Linked DNA regions of Mus musculus: all the other regions are linked to region 3. A link is a contact called in public HiChIP or PLAC-seq and Micro-C data. All regions are on one chromosome and are shown on one strand. The core of a region is the stretch at or near the end of the contact, and the rest is flanking DNA. Distances in the headings are between cores, read along the strand shown.

Region 1 (3,174 bases), core at 474-2,973, 510 kb after region 3:
CCTGGGAACTCTGGGGGTACTGGTTGGTTCATATTGATCCTCCTATGGGGCTGCAAACCCCTCCAGCTCCTTAGGTCCTTCCTCTAGCTCCTCCATTGGGGACCCTGTGCTCAGTCCAATGGGTGGCTGTGAGCCTCCACTTCTGTATTTGTCAGGCACTGGCAGAGCCTTTCAGGAGACAGTTATATCTGACTCCTGTCAGCAAGCACTTGTTGGCATCCACAATAGTATCAGAGTTTGGTAACTGTATATGGGATGGATCCCCAGGTGGGGCAGTCACTAGATGGCCTTTCTTCAGTTTCTGCTCCAAACTTTGTCTCTGTATCTCTTCCCCTGGGTATTTTGATCCCCCTTCTAAGAAAGATTGAAGTATCCACACTGTGGTCTTCCTTCTTTTTGAGCTTCATGTGGTCCATGAATTGTATCTTGGGTATTCTAAACTTCTGGGCTAATATCCACTTATCAGTGAGTGCATACCATGTGTGTTCTTTTGTGATTGGGTTATGTCACTCAGGATGATATTTTCTAGTTCCATCCATTTGCCTAAGAACTTCATGAATTCATCATTATTAATAGCTGACTAGTACTCCATTGTGTAAATGTACCACATTTTCTATGTCTGTCTGTCTATCTGTCTATCCATTTATCTATGTCTGTCTGTCTCTATCACTATCTCTGTGCCTGGGATTGTATTCCGGGCCCAATGCTTGCTAGCAAGCCCTGTATTACTAAGTTGAGCTATATCCTCCATCTTTTCATTATTTTTCATTTTGAGATGGTGTCTCACTGCATAACCTTGAACTAGCAATCCTGCCTCAGCTGGCCACCAGGTCTGTCTAGGCTGGCTCTATCACGTCCTGGGGAGACAGAAAGATGGGAAACCCAAACTAAACTGAGAGGGACTCAGGAAGAGCCAGGCACTTGGGAGTTAACTGTGTGGGCTCAGCAAAGCTAAGGGTGAGCATTAGAGTCGCGCAATGGCGCCTGCAATGGTCCTTGCCTTTAATCCTGGGACTCAGGAGGCCACAGCAGGGGTCATGAGTTTAAAGTTTGCCTGGAATTCTCAGCAAGTCCCTGCCTTAAAAACAAACACAAAACACACTCAGCAGACAGACCCAGACCCAAACCGAGACTACCCAAAGCCCAATTTAGTAACCTTAGATAGCTCTGAACTTTAGCCCTTCCCTGTCTTTATTTGTAAAAGGATGGTTGATGCTAACCACACCAATCCCGAGGGGTGTTGCTGGAATTCAGTACAAGGACATATAAACCACCCAGGGTCCTTACACAAAAGGTAAATGCTTCCGAAACGGAGTCCCCGACCAAGCAGCCGCTGCTTCCTAAGCTGGATACCACTGTTGTTATCATTTCCCGCATGGAGCCTAGCTTCTGGCAGACACTTCCAAAACACAGCTTCGCAGCCTTTTTGGACTCTTTCCTTTGGCCACTTCACTTTTGCTTTCTCTCCAGCTTGCTGTTAGCTAGCTCTCTTCCAGGTCATGGAGGATACAGTTCACCTCTAAGGCCCCCTCCTCAGCATTCCCCTTTTCATCAGCACTAGCCACTCCCCTAGGCCAAAGGGAAAAAAGATGGCTTGGGGCTGGTCCAGGGGCTGCATCTGTGCCCTGCCCCCCCACCCACCAAGGAGGGAAGGCGTCTCAGAAGACCGGAGGGGGGTGGGCAGGGTGTGCGTCAGCCCTGATGTAATCTTACACTCATTTCTTGGCCCACTTCCTCCTCCTCAAGTGTTTACTGAAGCCTGAATTCCACAGAAACCTTTGGAAGTGTGTGCAGTGGCAGGCAGCGCGCAAAGCTGTCCCTGCTCCACGGACAGTTTAGGAAGAACGTGATACTCCGCCCTGGGCTCAGGGATACCGGAGAGAGAAAGCCAGTGTCAGGGGAATCCAGGGAGAGGGCTAAGGAAGGTAGACCGAAAGGAGGAGGCTTGGCTGAGAGGCTGACTTCTACCTCATGCCAGAACCCGCTTCCCGCTCTGCAGGCCCGCTCTGGGGAAAGCTAATAAATAGACTCTTTATCTGAGCGGTGCGGAGGAGGCTACCAAAAGGGGTCTCCAGTGAAGGAGCCGCAGAGGCAGCTTAGAGGCTCATCTCTTCTTTGCCAGAATTCCCAACAGAAAAGCAGCTACTTGCAAGGGCCTTGTTTTCTAGCTATTTGCCCAAGACTCTCTTCGGAGGGGCCGCTTGCTCCTCAACCACAGGCTTGACCGGATAGGCCTCCTGCAGACATCCTTAGACGTGCATAGTGGCTCGGGACTTAGGATTCCGGCAGGTATTTGCTAGCTGTCCCAGGCAAGTCATTTCCTTAGACTCTTCACTTCCTCCGGGCAAAAAAGGAGTACGGTGATAGTTCACCTCGCAGATCAGAACCTTTCCTGGCAATGTTTGCAATCTCACAACAGCCATTAGAGCAGTGGTTCTCAAGCTTCCTAAAGCAGCAACCCTTTAATATAGTTCCTCGTGTTGTGGTGACCCCCCTCCCCCGCCATAAAATTATTTCACTGCTAATTCATAACTAGAATTTTGCTACTGCTAATAATGTAAGTATCTGTTACACAGGCTATCTGATATGCGACTCCTGGGGTGGGGGTGGGGGTGTGTGTGTGTGCCCTCGCGACCGCCCCTTACAGGTTGAGCGCCACTGCATCAGATAATGGTATTCTTGTTTATTTATTTATTTTGTTTTTTGTTTTGTTTTGTTTTTTTTTTTTTTGAGACAGGGCTTCTCTGTGTAGCCTTGGCTATCCTGGAACTCACTTTGTAGACCAGACTGGCCTCGAACTCAGAAACCTGCCTGCCTCTGCCTCCCAAGTGCTGGGATTAAAGGCGTGCGCCACCACGCCCGGCTCTCTTATTTTATTTTTATTTTACTTAGGAATCAAGGCTTAGAGAGTCTTTTCTGAAGCCAGGGGCCCAACAGTGATGCTTTCGTCAATATCTAATGACTGCTTCCCAGATATCAGTAGAGATCAGGCTTCCCCACCCCCACAGCTGTGAAACCTAGTACCTCAGCTTGCTCAAGCTCCTGAGTCATGCAGCAAAACCAGCCCAAGATAATCAGGAGATCAAGGAAACTCAATGCAGAGGGGAAAACCCAGCCACAGCCACAGGCCTTCTCATAGGACAGTTCCCACTGCAGGCCCCTCCAATGAGCAAG
Region 2 (3,382 bases), core at 138-2,637, 570 kb after region 3:
CTTGTCTCAAACATGAGGTAATTCTGTGGCTTTTCCTCCTCAGCGCTAGGATGCATAACCACCTCATCCCCTTAGTATGGCTGGACATGAAGGCCTCTATGTGCAAGTAGAGGTCAGAAAACTTGGGAGAGCTGGTTCTCTCCTATTTTGGGCCTGGGGCTAGAACTCAGGTTGATAATAGTCCCCTCCACCCCCAACGAAATAAGCTAATTCAAGAATAATTTTTTTTAAAAAGGCATATCTATTTGGAAATGGGTTCCCGGGTGAGTCCACCAGCCTCAGAGGTCGGGGGCAGAGTATGGCTGGTACTTTTTTGATAGATTGTAGGCGAAGAAAATGACAAGTCTACCACAAGCTGGGCTTGTGCCCAGGTATGGTCATCTAGGGTGGGGCTTGGGTGGCTGGTGACTAAAGATGAGGATTAGTACAGTCAGGAATTCAGGACTGGATTTTTTGGCGCCTTTTTGTGTTCTGAGGCTTTCTGAGTAGGCGGGGTTGGAAGGAGAGAGAGAGAGAAAATTTGGAATTTACCGGGGATGAGTGGGTGGGGAACAAGCCAACAAGCCGGGGACTCCAAAAACAGGTGATAAGCAGCATTACCAGTTGACCCGACCCCAAATGCATCTTTTAATAATTCTCTCACTAGTTTTGAACCTGCTCTAATGGAAATCTTGCCGACTGACTTCCTGGATGCCCTACTTGGGTATGGAGGGAGCCCTTTTCTTCCGGTCTTTGCGTCTCTGACTGACCCCTTCGACTCCTTCTGAGTTTCAGTTCTGCAACACACAGCATTCCCCATTCCTGGCTTCCCTTTCGCACACTCATCACTTATCTCTGGGTCAGCCTCCTCCCTCCCACCACGCCCGCCCGCATCCCCATCTTCCCATCCCGTTCGCTCGCGCAGTCTTTCCCTCTCTTCCGGCTTCACTTGGCTCTAACCCTCGCGTCCCCCTCTCTCCAGAAGCGTTCTTTTCATTTCCCGGTTGGAGGGGCGGCCCCCGATTCCACTCCGGGGCACCGCTCCCTCGGGGACCTCCCCAGGCTCGGCCGTTGAAGGAGGCGTGGCGCACGAATAACAGGTCTCCTGCCGCACACTCCGCGGGCCCGAGCGCAGACAAAGACATTCCACGGCGCCCGCCCCCTCCGCGCACTCCGCCCGGGGGAGGGGGAGGGGAGACACGTGTACCGCTAGCGCCGGGTCACGTGGAAAAGAAAAAGAAATGAAGGAAGGCGGCGGGCGCCCGCGCAGGCGCCCTAAGCTCGGAGCCCAAGCGGGGAGGCGACGTCTTCAGTCGGCGCAGGCGCCGTGGTCCAACTGGGGACTTTGTTCTCCGCGGAGAAACTCAAGGGCGGTGCCGGTAGGCGCCTGCGCACGCGCGCCGCCTCATTTCCGGTGCTCTCTCGCTGGGTCGCTCGGGTCGGCTTCGGTCGCTGTCGCTCCTGTTCTTCCACCCCCGCCAACCGCCGCTCGGGCCTCAGCTGCCGCCGCGTCGCTTCCTCGCTCGTTCGCTCGCCACCCATCATCCCCGATGCAGCGCCGGGACGATCCTGCCTCGCGCCTCACCCGGTCCTCGGGCCGCAGCTGCTCCAAGGACCCGTCAGGTGCCCACCCCTCGGTGCGTCTGACCCCGTCTCGGCCGTCGCCGCTTCCTCACCGGCCCCGGGGAGGGGGAGGTGGGCCCAGAGGAGGCGCTCGGGCCTCGCCCGCCACCCAGCCGCCGCCGCTGCTGCCTCCCTCCACCCCTGGTCCCGACGCGACGGTGGTGGGTTCCGCGCCGACCCCGCTGCTGCCCCCGTCAGCCACAGCCGCGGTCAAGATGGAGCCGGAGAATAAGTACCTGCCTGAACTCATGGCCGAGAAGGACTCGCTCGACCCGTCCTTCACTCACGCCATGCAGCTGCTGTCCGTAGGTAAGCGGTTCTTGGCGGGTCCTCTGGGTCTCCCGGTCCTGACTGTGGGTGGCCGCCGCTTTGTTCTTGCTCCCACCCCCTCGGAGCCCGGGCATCGAGAGTTGTCATCTCGACCTGGCCTTCGAGATTCTGCACCCACAGTCCCACCCGGGCTCAGGGTGTAAGGGAAGATTTCTGAGCCACGGACGAGGCCCGAAGAGGACTCGCGATCTCAGAGCGCGGAGAGCTTGATGGATAGTACCGTGCTCCCGCCCCCTTCTCCTCCCGTAGTAGTTGCCCCGCGCGCCAAGGGCCGGCTCTTAACAGAAATGAACCTATTTCTCCCCGCTTTCCCAAAGAGGAAACATTTGGGGGGGGGAATCGCGGGTGATGGAGACCTGGGGTGTAAGGTAGAGATAGCCGGAATGCCGGTCCCGCACAGCGCATCTACGGAGCGGGGCGGGATTTAGCGGGAACTCGGGTTTAAGTTCATTAGAGGTCGGGGCGACGAGAGAATCCGTGAGCTTGAGGTTTTCTCAAGCCAAGCTTTCCATTTCGGCCTGTCGAGTAAGAATTGCTGCAGACCCGGATGGTTTCTCTGTTTTATTTTGAAATGTGTTTCTGAAGTTATGCAAAAGTGTGTGTGTGTGTGGGGGGGGGGTTGTGATAGCCCAGGAGACCGTAGAAAGAAATGATAGAGGGAGGTAAGGGGCGGCAGGCAGGTTCTTTTGCGTGAGATGAACGAGAAATTGGTCTTTTTGTTTTAGTTTTTGCTGGAGTAGAGATAGTTTAAGAATGGTAGTCTTTGTTCTCTGATTGTAGACTATGGAGCTCTCTTCTCCGGACTTGAGCGACTTAGATATTTTTCCTTATTCAAACCGCCGCCTGTTGTTAGACATGGTTTTAGTATTTTTTATGATATCGAATTTTTTTTTTTTTTTGATTTTGGTTTTTCGATACAGGGTTTCTGTATAGCCCTGGCTGTCTTGGAACTCACTTTGTAGACCAGGCTGGCCTCGAACTCAGAAATTCGCCTGCCTCTGCCTCCCGAGTGCTGGGATTAAAGGCGTGCGCCACCACTGCCCGGCTGATATCTAATTTTTATTAAGCATCTAATACCCACAGTCTGTCCTACTGGTTGAATAGTTGGACTGTTGAGGGGCTGATGGAACCTTGTCACCAGACAAAAACTGGGAAGGTTGAGCGGATTCAGAAACCCTACTCTGAACCTGGAACACTTGACCAAGACACCCCATGAGTCAGTCACACGGGGTGTTAAACCCCCCCCCCAACACCTGAAGGCCCTCCCTCCACATGCAGATGTAGCATCCCTAACTTCTCCGACCAAGCCAATAGAAAGCATCTGCTTTTAGATCCCACCCCACCCCAAAATGTATATTAGACCCTAGCCACAAGGAATAAAGGTTATTTCATCAAAGACTGCCTGAGAGCTTCAGAATTCTCCCCCCTCTCCTTTGGAGAGCAATGCTCC
Region 3 (2,944 bases), core at 317-2,816:
TCCCTCAACATGTCCGATTCCAGCCCTCCTTCCCGGGGAAGACGGAGTGGAAGCTAGCTCAGGCATGACACAGTCCTGTTTTCCCTGCCCCAGCCTCCTAGACCAGGATGATATAGCCAGGGACTCCGCAGGTAGAGGTCTTTATCTAAGCTCAAGGCAAGAAAGGAAGGGCTGGGGCCGTCTTGGATAAGTGGTTCATGTGACATTCCCCACTGTTGAAATGGGAAGAACTCTAGGTAGTTCTGGGTTCTCAACTATTTGGAAGGCCGAGATGGCAGGTTACAAGATCAAAGCCAACCTGGGGAAGTTAGTGAGAACCTGTTACACAGAGTAAAAAGAGGGTGTGTGTGTGTGTGTGTGTGAGTGGGGAGTATAACTCAGCAGTAGGGGGCATGCACAAGGCTCTAGTTCAGTCTTCAAAAAGAAATCCTGGGCTTTCCTATGAGGCGATGAGCTCATGTGTCCCAAGCTGTCTTCCTATTAAGTAAATCATGGGACTCTTCCTTTCTTTTTTTTTTCAAGACATGGTTTCTCTGTGTAGTCCTGGCTGTCCTGGAATTCTCTCTGTATAGACCAGGCCTAGAACTCGGGAGATTCACCTGCCTCTGCTTCCCAGAGTGCTGGTTAAAGGCGTTGTGTCACCGCCCACACCACACAATTTCCCCAGCCCCAAGCCACACTCTCCCTTCATAGCTCTTCACCTTTCTTCTGACACCCTCTGCTCGATCCCAGGCTTTCTTCACCCTATCCCCAGCACTGATCCGGTGGCCGACTGGTGCGGCCGGGAAGCCTATGTGTAGTGGTCGTCTTGCCCTGCTCTAGCAGCAGCGTCTCCGACTGATCCCAGGGGTGGCTGCACACACTGTAGGTGAAGGTCAGGCTGGTGAGAACCAGGGCATCTTCCAGAGAGAGGCCTCTTCACTACCCCAACATGGAGGGGTAGGGCTTGTTGCTGACTGCCTGGCTGTATCTTCACCTCTTCCCAGATGGAATTCACTGATTTTCTTTAGTCTTCCTCCAGGCTCTGTACACTCCTATCTGCTCTATTCCCTTTCGGAATTCAATTTCTGGACCACCATGCTCCTCTTTGCCTTCTCCTGCGGCCAGCCTCCCGCCCTTCTTTCCCTCCCCTTTCCACCTCCGGATCACCTACACTGCTTCCTAGAAAGCCTCCCATCCCGGACCTCTGCGGCCACAGCTGCCTCTACCCTTCCCCTCCAGCTACGAGGCTCGCCAAGCTTGGACCGCGACACCCCCCTCCCAGGAGGCCGGGGTGGGGTGGGGTGGAGTGGAGTGGCTTCAGCCCAGGCCACCCTCCGCACCTCAGTATTCCCTGTCTGGACTGGCTAGGAGCTTGCGGGAGGCACATGGGGGCACTCCCCCTGGGAGCTCAGCGCCAAGACCGCCTTGCCGGCCCTCCTGACCCTAGATCCTGCGCCGTTCGTTCGCTCACCGAGTGACTTCATGTAGTCATCAAAATTCTTGCTGTCCACTAGCTTCCAGGTACCGACAAAGGCGTCCGCCATGGTGCGATGAGTGAGGAGGCGAGCAGGCACTGAGAACCGCAGCTCCCGGCTGGACAGCCTCTTTAAATAGCCCTCGCATCACATGATGAAAGTGGCCCACACCCCTCGCTCCCGAAATAGGAAGCCGGGGCTTGCACTCCCGCAAAGGGCTGGGGCCCATCCCCCACAGCCCTCCCGTCGCCTACGTCAGCGGCGCCCGCGGTCCTGTTGGTGCCATCTAACCCATCCCTGGCCTGGCTGCGGGGCGCTTCCCGCAACCCAAGTAGAGCATCCCCCGGCCATACTGAAAGGAAACTCGCCCTTGAGCTGGTGCCACGCTGGAGAAACGCCGCTTGATCCTTCTGCCGCCTTGTTTTTTAATTCGCTGTGGTTTTATTCTTATATTGTGTATGCTCGTGTAGGCGTACTTATGGGGAAGGGGTGGGAGACTGGGGCGTTCGTTGTAACTCGCGGGAGTCCCTTCTCTGCTTCCACCGTGTGGGTCCCACGTATCAAACTGGGGTTGTCAAGGCTTGACAGCAAGGGCCTTTACCCAAAAACCCATCTCAACGGTCCTATGTCCTCTTCTTGTAGAAGAGGCTCAGAGGCTCGGAGAGGAATGACGCGGTCGCCGTAAGTAAAAAAGAATTGGAGCCTGGACAGAGAGCATGGTCTAGTGGCCTTTGAGCCCTCTTGCTCCTACCAGACAAGTGGAAAAGAGTTGCCTTGGACACCGCGGATGGCTGAGCTGCCCAGCGCCTCACCTGCTGGCGGAGAACGTGACCTTGCTTCCCTCATGCTAGCCCCACACGTGCTAGCCCCTCCCTGCGGAATGTCTCCCGCCTGCGCCTTTCTCCGCAGTCCCACCCGTCGCCGCTGCCTGAAAGCGCTTCAGGCTTTATTTACTGACCTCTGAGCTTGTGCCAGGGTCGTTCTTCACTCCGCGAAGACAATTTGTCTATTCAGAGGGTTCTTCCGGCCTCGGCCACCTTAACTCCCGGAAAGCCGCGACCCTCTGCTGAAGTCAGTTTTTTCCCCTGACTTCTGCCACTAGACTGCTTGTCACCTTAAAGTACGTTATTAAATAAGACCCGACTATTGATGGTTGTAGCCTACTTCAGGGCATGGTCACACTCAACTTTTTCGTTGGTAGGTGGTATCATCCCCTTTTTACAGGTGAGTAAGGGAACCTCAGTGGAGCCTATTCCTTAGTTCAGCAGTTTCTGTTTAATTATTACCAAGTCAGCATCTCAATGTGTAGCAGGGGTTGACCTTGAACTAAAGATTCTCCTGCCTCTGTCTCCTGGGTTACAGCTGTGTGCCGCTGCTCTGGCTTGAGCCAACAGTTAATACGGCACCTGCACCTGGAGGCAAGAGATTCCTGAGTTGGGGGCCAGTCTGAGCCAAGGCAAGATACTCTCTCAAAGTAAGCTCCTGGT

What was found. A called contact is a pair of places that touch in the nucleus more often than the background predicts. HiChIP or PLAC-seq counts read pairs in DNA pulled down with a chosen protein or histone mark.
Region 1: a contact with region 3 is called in an H3K27ac HiChIP or PLAC-seq map of differentiating embryonic stem cells, with 2.9 times the contacts expected there. The contact joins the enhancer-like site here to the promoter of Fabp3 in region 3. A contact is called at or near these places in 1 of 15 datasets of contacts at CTCF or cohesin (embryonic stem cells), 3 of 484 Hi-C or Micro-C datasets (cerebellum, cerebral cortex and embryonic stem cells) and 5 of 115 datasets of contacts at active chromatin or transcription factors (bone marrow-derived macrophages, differentiating embryonic stem cells, embryonic basal ganglia and 2 more).
Region 2: a contact with region 3 is called in a Micro-C map of embryonic stem cells, with 4 times the contacts expected there. The contact joins the promoter of Khdrbs1 here to the promoter of Fabp3 in region 3. A contact is called at or near these places in 2 of 39 promoter capture datasets (hippocampal neurons and liver), 1 of 484 Hi-C or Micro-C datasets (embryonic stem cells) and 7 of 115 datasets of contacts at active chromatin or transcription factors (astrocytes, differentiating embryonic stem cells, embryonic forebrain and 3 more).

What each region holds. Positions count from the first base shown.
Region 1 is chr4:129,794,065-129,797,238 of GRCm38.p6, reverse strand. No RefSeq gene overlaps it. Among named protein-coding and RNA genes, the nearest start is that of Ptp4a2, 25 kb to the left of the region's middle. Within about 2 kb of position 1,723, at least 257 of the 459 cell types and tissues checked have an H3K27ac peak or open chromatin away from gene starts, as enhancers often do. A contact at or near this core is called in bone marrow-derived macrophages, cerebellum, cerebral cortex and 3 more, where this site is marked.
Region 2 is chr4:129,740,308-129,743,689 of GRCm38.p6, reverse strand. It overlaps Khdrbs1 (KH domain containing, RNA binding, signal transduction associated 1), which reads left to right and starts at 1,387. Exons shown (of 9, transcript NM_011317.4): 1 at 1,387-1,911. The coding sequence starts at 1,530.
Region 3 is chr4:130,307,360-130,310,303 of GRCm38.p6, reverse strand. Fabp3 (fatty acid binding protein 3, muscle and heart) reads right to left here and starts at 1,566. Exons shown (of 4, transcript NM_010174.2): 1 at 1,454-1,566. The coding sequence starts at 1,526. Gm10570 (a long non-coding RNA gene) reads left to right here and starts at 2,599. Exons shown (of 4, transcript XR_868203.3): 1 at 2,599-2,681; 2 at 2,820-2,944.